2 separate regions of the Sus scrofa genome follow, and region 2 is linked to region 1. Evidence: chromatin contacts called from public HiChIP or PLAC-seq data. All regions are on one chromosome and are shown on one strand. The core of a region is the stretch at or near the end of the contact, and the rest is flanking DNA. Distances in the headings are between cores, read along the strand shown. Region 1 overlaps ADHFE1 (hydroxyacid-oxoacid transhydrogenase, mitochondrial). Region 2 has its middle 16 kb from the start of DNAJC5B.

Region 1 (6,198 bases), core at 2,192-4,691:
GGGGCTTTCTGGTGGCAGTGGAAAGACGAAAGGTAATTGTAGGGCTCCAGCTAAAGGCAGCAAGGAGAGGCAGCTGCTACAAGTGGTGGACGTAAGAAATATTAAGCTGTTGGTTAGCAGGATTTTGTATCTGATTAGTGAGACAGAAGTTGAGGTTTCTGGCAGGGGCATTGGGTAAACAGTGGGGCATTTACCAAGACAGAGACTGTAAGCTTTAGGGGGAAGGTGATGACTGTTTTGAGTTGGACATGCCTCAGGTACACCCAGGTGAAGGCCCCCAGCAGGTAACTGAATACCCTGTTCTGGAGCTCCAGGAGTGAGTGGGAAACTTACCAGTGCATAGAGGGCAGCTGAAAGCACAAGTTTAGAAGCAAAGGCCTTGGCAAACTGTAGACCTGGAAGAAAAGGGCTGAGGATGAAGTCCTGGGGAGCAGTACTGCGTGGTTCTTTGTTCTGCATATGTTGTTTAAAAAAATAAATAAATAGGGTATGCATTTAGAAAAAGTGGGAGATTTCAGGTAAAAACCTTGGAAAATTGGGAAATGGCCTCACTGGGCCTATGTTTAGGCTGGGGAAGGTCTGCAGGACTGAGGGGAAGCAGGGCCACCACTTTTGGGCAGGGCCAGCACTCCAGCTTCTGGAGAGCCATGTCCCCGACACCACAGGGCAGCCCACTGCCCAGTCCACCGACACAGCTGAGTGGACAGCCAGGCGCTCTGGCCTTACTTAGGTTACCTGCTGGTCTCTTTAAGCACTTGGATTTGCAAATGATTTGCACTTTGGAGGGAAGGGAAGCAGCTTTAAAAGAAAGGAGATGTGGCCAAAGAGGTGGGAGCAGGCCAGTTTTGCAATGCTCTCACCCCATACAGCAGGGAACTAAGCCGCCTGACATCCTAGAGGCAGGCGGGGCAGACAGTAAACTAGTAATTAAAAGTTAGAGCCTATTAGATAGTGATGGGTATTAAAGAGAAAGAAAAAGCAAACCGGGGGCTGGGGTGGGGGTGGGGGTGGAGAAGGACATGCGATTTCAGAGAAGCCAGTCAGAGAAGACCTCACTTGCTAGCCTCCTGTTGCCGCTATAACAAATTCCCACAAACCTGGTGGCTTAAAACAACGCTTATTTGTTATCTTACAGTTCTGGAGCTCAGAAGTCCAAAATCAGTTTTCCTGAGCCACAGTCAAGGTGTGAGCAGAGCCACCTTGCCCTCAGAGGCTCTAGGGCAGAGTTCAGTACCTTTCTGTTCACAGCTTCTGGAGCCGCACTGCTCGCATTCCTTGGTGGTGGCCCCTTCCCCATCTTGAGAGCCACCACCTTGCTTCCATGGCCACAATGCCTTCCTCTGTCAAATCTCTCCCTCTGCAGCTCTCTGTTAAGGAACATCACATGGTTACGTTTAGGGCCCACTCAGAGAAGCCGGATAATCTCTCCATCTCAAGATTCTGAATCACATCTGCAGAGTCCCCTTTGCCATATAATGTGACAGGTTCCAGGGATTAGGCTCAGAATGTCTTCCAAGGGCTCAGCTACGCCACATTTGCTGAATAAAGACCAGTGAAAGGAGGGTGCAAAGCACGTGGCTCCCCTGGGGAGGTGTCTGGAGGTGGAGCGTGTCCGGCGTGGTCTCCAAACAAGGTGACGACCAGAGCGGGCAGGAAAGAAAGGAGGCCAGAGATACTGGGAGCTGGGGGGTGGGGGGCAGCCAAGGATGACCCCAAGCTTTTCTGGCCTAAGCAACTGCAAGGATGACGTTCTCATCAGCTGGAACCAGAGGAGGCTTTGAGGAAAGATCAGGAACTGAGTCTTAGGCAGGGAAAATGTTAGATGTTAATAGGCATTCACATGAAGATGTTGAGGCAGCTGATTCTGGGGTTCAGGAGGGAGGTCTAAACAGAAAGGATAAAGTGGGAGCCATCAGCATAGAAGATATTCAAGGCCATGGGACCGGGGAGGGTCACTTGGGATGTAAATGTGGAAAGAAAAGAGAAGGCAAAGGCTGAATGCTGGAACCTTCCAGCATTTAGAGTCAAGAACATGAAAAGAAACTAGGACAGCAGCAGCCAGCGCAGTAAGAAGAAAACCAGAGAGTTATGTCATGGAAACCAAGGGCAGAAAGTTTTTCCAGGGAGGAGGGAGAGAAGGAAAGGACACAAATGACTGACAGGTCTGAACTGAGAACCAAGCGGTGCATTAGTGCTGAAGGGAGGGCACTCGTGACCTGGGAAGTCTGCCAGCAAAGCCACAGGGCAAAGGCTTACTGGAGGAGATTCCAGACAGAGAGTGGGAGAGGAGCCAGTGGAGAGAGCAGGTGTAGTCACTGAAGGGAAGGAGAGAAGTAGGGGTGGCGGGTGGGAGAGGGAAGAGGGACAAGGGGAAGTTGCTGGTTGATTGCCTGTTGATACAATGTGGGGAAACCAACACTCTCCGAGCTGATGGATAAGATTTCAGGGGAGGGAAGTTTTGATGATGCAGGAGAGAAAAGGCAGAACTGTTAAGAGCGATGTTTTTGAGTAGCTGAGCAGAGCCGAGAGTTAGTGCACAGGGGAGAGGCTGGCCTTTGCTAAGAGCACGGCCGGTTAATCTACCATAGCAGGAGGGAAGCCAGAGCCAGAAGGTGGGTAGAGGATAGCCTTGTTCTAACCCTGGGGATTTCAGGGAGCCGAGGAATGTGTGGGAGGCTAGGAAATGGAGTTGGTGAGTGGAGGCAAGGAGGAGAGAACCAGAGGGTGAACAAGCCAGAGGAGACAAGGGGCTGAGAGTTTTCTAAGCATGAAACTCTTAAATAGGACAAGAATAAAGTGAAGGGGAAGACTAGGACACACAGGACAGAGGGAGGTCCCAAGAAGGGTAGAGGGGATGGGTTTCAAATCACAAATAAGGGGTAGAAATGAGGAACTGAGGTGGCCTGAAAGCTTGAAAAATATATAATAAAAAGAGAAGAGGGCAGCAGAAAGAAGCTTGTGCTCCCAAGGTCTTTCGCGTTGGTAAGCTTCGGAGTTTGCGTTTTTCCTTACCTTTAAGTCTCTTTTCTTGTCCTGGGAGGCACAAAGTAGGGAAAGACCTTAAAAGTAATGCCTTGGAAGGGACAAGCGGGGCCTCGCCTGCCTGAGTTTTCAAGCTGGGCAGCTCCAGGGAAGCCTCACATGTGGCGTTTCCGGCCGCGCCCACCAGATGGCAGCCTCGCCTCGCCTTGGCGCTCACCCGGCCCACGCCGGTTTCACCTAATTCACAATTTTTGAGATCTTAACCATCCTTGAATTTAACGCTTTACTTTCCGTCTCTCGTGTCCCTCTACGACGTCTTCATTCCAGATTTGAAGGGGGCAGGTGCACGCAGGTGCCCATCGGACCTATTAGGACAGGGTCCCCTGGGCAGTCGATAGAAACATAAACCCTTCAGGGAGGCTCAATCCATAGCGCGCGGCAGGAGAAGTGGGAGAAGGGACTGTCCCAGAAATAGGAGGCGACAGGACCGGAAGGGATGCGGAAGGCAAGGGGGGTAAGGTCTAGCAAAGAGGAGGACGTGGAAAATCTGTAGAGGGGCGGTGAGAAATGAGCCGAGGTGAGCATCTGGTAAGAAGGTGACAGGTGTGAGAGCAATTCAGGGGGACATGGAGGGTGGGGCCGAGGAGGGGACAGCGCGGAGAAGGGACAGAGATCCGGGGTGGTGACCAGGGAGACCTGCAGGCCCACGAGGGCTTCCGGAGGCCCCAGCCGAGAGCCTGTTTGAAAGAAAACTAAAATCTGTGAAGTTAACGGGTAAACACAAGAAAAGCTCGGGGCGGCGGGGGGGGGTAGTTAACAAGGGGGCAATTTGGCCAAAGCCCTTAACCTAGTTAAGAGCTGAAATCCCATCTTCAACTTAGGGTACCCCCAACACTGCTCATCTCTGCTCCCGCGGGCATTAACTAGTGTTGAATAATTGGTGAAGGAATGGCCCTAAAAAATTGAAAAAACGCTCAGTCAGCTTTTGTGCGTGGTGATTTCTGCCTTTTTCTATCGTTCGATGTTCACCAGTAGCTACTACTTTGATAGCATTTTAGGACTAGGATGCAATGTAAGTTACATTTACGCTGCTTATCTTTTGGTTTTCTGGTTTCACTCTACACTTTTTTTTTTCTGTTTCCCTAGATGCCAGTGTCCAAGTCATTCTCATACTTATTCCCAAGGTAATAATACATTTTGTGTTTAGCCACAATTTCTGTTTCCACTGTTGGCAATACCTGTGGGCAAAGTGTAAAGCAAGAAAATCAAGGCCTGTGAGGGGAAGACTGAGAAAAATGGTTGCCCTTTCACTTAAAATTGGTAATTAATATACTACATCAGCTGAATGGATGCTACTGGTTATGTGTTTGGCTCGAATATATGTTTAGTGTTTATACTGTCTTTCTACTTCGAGTAGAATTATTTAATGCTGTTTCTATATTTAATGCTATTTATAATGTCTTTCTACTTTTAATAGAGTTATTTGAAAAAGCTAAAAATGGTGGCACAAATAGGACTTTAGGATTGTTTATCGAACACAATCAAGATGAAGTCTGTGAAAGGTCCTAATACGTCACAAAAAAGAAAGCATCTAAAAAATAAATAAATAAAAAATAAAAAACAATGTGGTCCCTAGGAGGAAACAAATCAATTTTTAAAATAATACTCTATTTCTTAATAATTAAAAATGACAGAACTTTTTTCAATTCCTATAAACATCTCAATCCTCACCAACTCCATTGTCCACAGAGCAGCAGGAAGCTCACTGCTGCTTCAAACTGTCCTCAGAATGTCACATGAATTATACCGACACAAAAACTGATTTCACCTCTTAGAAGAACAGGTCAAGTCTGAACAGTGCTAAGAGATGAAAAAGAGGGGCCTATACAGACAGGATCCTAAACAGAAGCCCACAGTGAAGCCTGCTGGCCTATACAAGAGATGGAGTAACTGGCTGAGGGCTTGTCCTCAAATACAAGGAGAGACTCATCCTTCAGGACCAGCCAAGGGACCTCCCTGTCATTAACAGCCATCCATCAAGCAGGCTCTGCCTTGTAGACCCTCATGGACACAAGCAGAATTTCTTCTTCAGCTGCTCTGCTGCAATTCTTAATTGGTTTCAACAAAGAATCAGTATTTCTTCCTATCCAGGGGCAATAAAATTAATAATTTAGAGAAAGATAATCTCATTGTTTTCTAGGATCCAGTTGACATCTTTTCATAAACTTTTGTAAGAGGAGTAACAGATTTTCTTTAAAGCCTATAGGGATCAAAGAAAGTTGAATTATGACCTCTGCCCTCTATCAAAGGTAGACTGGTACCTGGTTGTGGTCTCTTTAATCTTAAAAAAAAAAAATGGTAGTGAAAATTTTTCTATAGACTTTTCTCCAATCATATGACTGGCCAAGACTGATAGAAATAAGATTATCCAAACAAAGATAAAAACCATTAGGGAGAGCCCTTTTGTTATTCCAATATGCCAGAAATTCATATTTGCCATAACTAAATCTGATACTTTGCAAAGAAATAAAAATTTTTTATTAAATTTTCCAAAGAAAACTCTATATGTATAAGCTTGAGAAATATAAATATCTTGCTGTGGTAAATAACCTGGGGGAAAAAATCTTAAACAAATGATCACAGTTGCTAAGAGAAATGTAAGCAAGACTCATCAATAAATTTACTAATAGTTGTTCTCTACAATAATCGAGCTCTAGAGAATTTTTTTCCTAGCAGATTTTTACACATTTTGTTTTCAAAAGTATATTTTAATTTCAACAGAGAAAAATTTTAAATAACTTTATTGTCACACAATCCTCATCAAGTTAGCATTACATTCCCTTTAGATGCAGGTTTAAATTTTGATCTGATAGGCAACAATGAAACCTGAACAATATATCTTAGATAAATAAGGCTTCAAGGAACATGTTTATGTTCATTGCTGGAATATCAGTTTATTATCAAATAACAATATGTTTGCTTTGTTTTTGAGGCTTACTCTGATGCTAATTTTTACATTTCTAGCTCCTGGATTTTCACCTTCTGGGAAAACAACAGATTATGCCTTTGAGGTAGATTTAATCTATTCATTCTTTCTTTTATGAATGATTTGAAAAAATACAACCAGAGTATTTTCCTAATGCATTATTATCTCATCTGAAATCCGTTATTAATTGATGTTCTCTAGTCTCATTACTTGATCAGCATCTACTTAGC
Region 2 (6,198 bases), core at 2,475-4,974, 380 kb before region 1:
TTAGAGAGATGAAATGTCCACGTAAGAGATGAGTGAGAAGTTAAATCTTCCGTTCTTGCCGTGTATCATGTATTCCAAAACTGAATGTATGAGGTTTGGGGAGCTCTTTATATTGCTGCTTGCCTTTGTTGGCACAGATTATGGGAAAGTGGCTGCTTCATAACTTCAGGCTTTCTCTCCTATTCTCCCCAGCATGTCCTGTGTAGGTAAGGAAGGATGTTCTACTTTGCATGCGTTTACACATGGACACCCACAGTCACCACGGCAACCCCTGTTATCCATGTATGGGGATCCCCCCGCAGAAAATTAGGTTCCACTAAGGTGGGGGTCCATACTTTTCTTATCCACTGCACAAATATTTATGGGCTAAATTAGTAAAACCACCACTCTCCAGAATATGGGAGACATAAAGGCAAAGTTTTCCTATCTGAAACTTCCAATGGCATCAAAACCTTAAAAATAGTGATTCTTATACTTTAGAAATTCTTTGATTTTCAATGTCAGCCCAGTCCGAACCCCTGTTCCCACTCCCTGCAAAATGCTGCTTAAAGCCTACTGGCAGGGCTTCTTATCCAAAGCGCCATTGACAGAACTACTGCCAAAAACTTGCTGGAGCTGAACAAAAAGACCAGTGGGTGTGGACAGAAGAAAAGTTATGCTTGAATGATAAGCAAACACCAGAAGAATTAATTTTACAAGCTCACCTTTGAGATCAGATAAAGGCAGCTTGACTTTTTAAAGACAATATTCAATTTTATCAGTTTAATAAACAGCTCTTAGCAACTTGATAGTCATCTTTTACGGGCAGAAACAAAGAAGCCTTATTAACAGTTAAATTTAAATTGTTCACTAATCTTACTTTAGTTTATTGCCTCTTTCATGATGATCTTTTACTAAATGAGTCTAAAAAAATACTTGGTGATGTGTGTAAACAAGCCAGAAATTCTCAAGACTGTGGTCTAATGAAAGCAAATAAACATAGTTTACAAAATAATTCAGAATTCTGAAAGGGACAGTGTTTGGGGTGTAAATATAGGTTTCTACAAACAAGATGTTAATAATCACAAGTCAATATTCATAAAGATCACTATAAAGATGGGAAATGGAAAAAAATGTCCTTTGGATTCAGAAATATATCCTAATCAATTACAAAACAATTCTGTCCGGGGTTATTAACATTTATATTCCAACAGATTTTTGCAAATGTTTATTGAATTCCAGCTATGTGCAATGAATAGTTCTCAAAGTATACGCATCCAGTCAATGCAATCAGCCATTAAATTTTTACCAAGGGCTGGACTATGAGCAGTCTGGGTAACATGGGTACACACTGCTTTTGCCTCTCCAGCCTCTATGTAGTGCTCCTTCTTTTATTAGTAACACCTGAATCTTCCTTTGGGGAATTCATCTCTTTATTCCACACTGCATATTTCCATAGGATTTATTCCACCCTATTAGCCCCAAGGATATTCAGGTGATCATGACTGGCTCAGTGGTCTTTTGGTCACAATGGGTGATTTACAGATGGGCATAAATATAGATTGAAACAGAGATGGGTTCAGAGATATAAGCCAGGCTAATGAGACTGAATTCTGGGTTTCTGTTGAAGAAACTTGGGCAAGAGAAGCTTTCTTCCCACAGATTGCAAGCTGTAAGGGTGATGAGCTGAGACTCTGCCTAGAAGGACACCCACACAGAAGATGGGAGGGAGACCATGTGCTGTTGGGTATTTTCCACTTACCTCGAGATCTCTCTCCTCCTCTCCTGTCAGCTGATTAAACAGGCTCTGTTGACCTCCCTCCCGCTTTGGCTGCTGGGTGGGAGTGCTGGTCAGGAGGTCAGAGACACTGATTACTTCTTTCCCACTCCCTTTCTGTGGAGTCTCCTCAGGTTGGCTGTATCTCTACCAAAGGCTACGGGCTTCTGTCAGGGGACCTGTCTTACAACTTGCTGTCTTCAGGTTCCAGTAACCACACCTGTTTTCCCCCTCAGGCCTAGAGATGGTAACCATGTCCTACTCTTACTTGTAACTTGCTCTGATACTTCAATATCTCTTTTAATTTTCCTAAACCCTGCCCTCATCTTTGTAAGCAGTGCTCTTTTAAAACTAAATTTGAGGCAGCCATCTATTTCCTGCTAGTACTCTAATAAATCAAATGAAATTATTTGAGTTCTGGATTTAGACATACTTAAAGACAGTGACATGTCTGACTTTTCAGTCACTTGAGCCAAAAAATTTCCTTTTTCCTAAAGGCTGTTTGAATTGGGCTCTCTGTTGCTTACAACAGAGAGTCGTAATACAATTTGTTAGGTTCTTTTGATTACATAGACTTACACTTAACACTTAAAAAAAGGGAAGTGACAACATCTGGGCCCCTCAAACGTACATGTTGAAGTCCTAACCCCAGTACCTCCGAATGTGTTTGGAGACAGGGTCTTAAAGAGGTAATCAGGTTAAAATGAAGTCATTACAGGGGCCCTAATCTAATCTGACTGGTATCCTTTTAAGAAAAGGAGATCAGAACACAGACACAACAGAAGGAGAACCCTGAAGGCACAGGGAGAAGAGAGCTACCTATGAGCCAAGGTGAAACCAACCTGCCAGCACTTTGATATCAGACTTCCAGCCTCCAGAATTGTTAGACAATGAATGTCTGTTGTTTCAGCCACTTAGTCTGTGGTACTTTGTTATAGCAACTCCAGCAAACTAACAGAGGCGCCTATAAACTAGAATTAGGGCCAATGACTTTCTCCAGCAATCTGAGCCAACACAGTCTCTTAGCTAAGGCGTCTGTGTCCCTCTGTAAATTGGTTCCATTGACCTTTATACTCACTGGTCAGTCTCTCCATAGTTCTCAATCCAAAGAAACCTAAATTAATTGGTTTGGCTAACGACCACTGATACGATTGGGGTGAGACCTTTGCACTGACCCACCTCATGGGTCTGGCCAGCAATGGATAAACTACCTTTGGATCATACACCCTTGTTTGGTTCCACCAGTGACTGCCACATGTAGAGAACATGCTGGTTTTCTGCACAGAAAGTGGTGGAAAGATGAGTTTCATGGAGAAAGAGAAGGTGGATACAGCTGGTATTTGACAAATTCAGCATTTGGTCTCCTGGGCTACTGGAGAAACATCAATACCAACACATACCACTCGGATTTGGCTTCAGTTTTCACCAGAGTAGCCAATTCCTCATTTCAGTTACTCACAAGACCCACCTTCTTGACCCTGAGTTTCATAAGGGACCCTAGAATCCTGACAATAACCACACTGCTTTGCTTGAGTTAGTCTGATGTGTTTATTACTTGAGAACAAAGGCTTGTTAAAATAATTTCCAAAGAGAACAGTAATTTTGTCCAGGGAAGAGGGTCTGTTAGTAAGTAGGACTTTTAAGGATGATTCCTGACAGCACCACCAACTCAGTGACAATGCTTCACTTCTTCAAGTTCAACACAGGAAATGGAAGGATCACCAAAGGGCATTGTCTGCCTGCCCACAATGCAGCCAGACAACCTTGAGAAGGCACCTCGGGAGGTCATCTCCTCCTACCTCAGGCAGGAACTGTTTTTTCTAGTTTCTGGAACACTAAAGAAGATTTTCTCAAATTTCCTAAACTGATAATTTTTTCCCCTTATGCACTGACTTCTCAGCAGCTCTTTCTTTACTCACTTCCTGATACCACAGAGAAAGAAGCAGATGGGCACAGACTAAAGTTTCACAATTTGTGGAGCTGACACCATGTGTCCAGCAGTGTGATTACATTTCTGTCAGTGGTCATTTCCCCCTTTGGGGAGGTCGGAGGTGGAGGCTAGGCTGGGGTGAGCATAAGCATATGGGGCCCCTAGGCTTTCAGGCCTACCCCGGGGGCCCAGGAGGCCCATCCAGCAGAATGGCCAGGGCCATTTCATTATATCCAGGAGCCTGCATGTATGGGAGTCTGGGTGGGTGGGAGAAACCTGACCCTTTACCAAAGACGAATATTTTGGAAGAAGTTGAGGGTGGGTGAGGGGCACACGTGGAAAGCCATCTTTTATTTACTAGGAACAAAATTAAAAAACATTGAAAGATTTAAGTTGAAAGAGCCACAAGATGAGATTTTCACCTGAGAAAGACTACTCTGGATTACTCTGAATGAAGTGGTTTGGAGATAGAGCTGGGTCCAAAGGTTGTTGAAGGAAGCTGGGCTAGAGGTGATGATGGCCCAAAAGAACTGGAGTCAGTGGAGGTGAGGAGAGGGGGACACTGAGAAAAATGCAGGGATTATAATGTGGTCAGGCCTGTTGTCCATACCCCAGGAGGAGCAGGTGCCAGGGTACATCAAGGTACATCTGTGGTGCAAGGATCCTTGGCTTTGGTGTTGGGGGATGGGATGGGACGGGATGGCCAGGACCATGTCTGAGTGCTCTGCCTTCAGTTCTCTCTGCCCAAGGCCAGGAAAAAATGCGGACATCTATTAGCACATTGCAAATTCCTTAAAAAGGCAAACGGATCATCCCACTTAGGAGAGAGTGGTAAAAGAGGACTATGCAACAGAGGTAGAGGGCTAGGAAGAAAACTCTCTGCATTATTTGGAGCTGGACACAACTGGTGAAGAGCAAGACAGCAGCCCTTGGGGAGAGCCGAGGAGCATGTGGAGCTGAAGAGTCTACATATGCCTCTCAAAAATTAATACTGACACAGCCCAGCTCTGGCTGGTCTTTTAGGGAAAGGGGCTATTTAAGGGGGAGGAAAATTTTTCAGAATTTTGAGTATATGGTAATTTTATTTATTTATTTATTTTTTGCTAGCCATATTTTTATCCCTTCACTTCCTGCTCCTTTCCATTTTAGGGACTGTCCAAATGGTGAAGACTGGAGGTCAGACTTTTGTCTGGTGAGGTAGACTGCGTCATTGCCAGGTAACTATTTGCTCTCTCCTCTCCTCCCTCCATTGACATTAGGTCTGACTGTATGACTCACACTGATCAATAAAATGTGAGCAGAGGCTTAAATTGTGATTGTATGGTTTGGCTTAGCTTTTTGCCATAAAAAGAGCCCTCTCCTGCTGCCGGGTCCTGAAGTAGGGGCGGAGAAGCAGACCTGAACTACCTGCAGGTTGGAGCAGAGCCACTGCAGGCAACCTAAGATCCATGAGCCACATACCTTTGTTTTGTAAGTCACGGAGATCTGGGGGTTGTAGTAAAACAACATTATTGCACAGCATTATTGCAGTAAAAGCTAACATAAAAACTAGTCTCTGAAAATGTGATGCTGCTGAGATAAAAACTTAAAATATGTGTCCTTGGCCTTGGGACTGACTGAACAGCAGGCAGCAAGAAAGTGTTGGAAACTGGAAAGATGATGATCCATATTATGTAGTAGTAAATATTTGGTAAAACTGCCACCTGAGATAACCCGAAGACATAAAATATATCTTGTGAGCGCATGGTTTTTGGGTGAAGAGATTTCAAGATAGTATGAGTTGGATGCTGCCTTTGATAAGGTCTTTCAAGAAGGAACTGACCTGCTTGCAAGCAGGGCTGACAGAATAGAGAGTGACTCCATAAATTCCAAAACTTGCAAACTTGAAAAGTAGAGCTGTTTCTCATCTTCAAATAGAACAAGAAAAATTGAGTAATGTTTAAAGCCACAAAGCCTGATTAAGATGCTAATAAAGATCAAGTCTCAGGACAAAGATCAAATAAAAATCACCATTATACTCTTTATAAAACTTTGGACTGGATTAAGGTGGCTCCTAATAAATTCCTTCATCTGGACAAAATAGCTCATAGAAGGGAAATAAGAACTAGGTTTCACAGAACTTGATAAATTGCAACTATCTGTAATTAAGTATGTAGAGAGGGAAGCATGACTTAAAAATGATATAGATATAGCTGTTGCCTCATGGAGCTAACCTGAATCACACACATAAAATTTTTTACTAGTTTCTGACAGAGATTTAGGTCCTAAAGCAGCCTTGCCTAGATTAAAAAAAGACTGGTTTGCTTTTTTTTTTTTTTTTTTTTTTTTTTTCTTTTTTTCCTGTTTTTAGGGCCATATGGAAGTTCCCAGGCTAGGGGTCAAATAGGAACTATAGCTGCCGGCCTATACCTCAGCCACAGAAATGTGGCATCCAAGCCCCGTGTCTGTGACCTATACCATAGCTTACAGCAATGCCCAATCCTTAACCTACTGAGCAAGGCTAGGATCAAAC

Evidence for each region. HiChIP or PLAC-seq counts read pairs in DNA pulled down with a chosen protein or histone mark.
Region 2: a contact with region 1 is called in an H3K27ac HiChIP or PLAC-seq map of alveolar macrophages. The contact joins two enhancer-like sites. A contact is called at or near these places in 1 of 5 promoter capture datasets (liver) and 1 of 2 datasets of contacts at active chromatin or transcription factors (alveolar macrophages).

What each region holds. Positions count from the first base shown.
Region 1 is chr4:68,277,309-68,283,506 of Sscrofa11.1, reverse strand. ADHFE1 (hydroxyacid-oxoacid transhydrogenase, mitochondrial) reads left to right here. Exons shown (of 14, transcript XM_003125603.4): 2 at 4,129-4,166; 3 at 6,007-6,053. Among named protein-coding and RNA genes, the nearest start is that of ADHFE1, 5.0 kb to the left of the region's middle. Within about 2 kb of position 3,441, at least 24 of the 83 cell types and tissues checked have an H3K27ac peak or open chromatin away from gene starts, as enhancers often do. A contact at or near this core is called in alveolar macrophages, where this site is marked.
Region 2 is chr4:68,653,902-68,660,099 of Sscrofa11.1, reverse strand. No RefSeq gene overlaps it. Among named protein-coding and RNA genes, the nearest start is that of DNAJC5B, 16 kb to the right of the region's middle. Within about 2 kb of position 3,724, at least 13 of the 83 cell types and tissues checked have an H3K27ac peak or open chromatin away from gene starts, as enhancers often do. A contact at or near this core is called in alveolar macrophages, where this site is marked.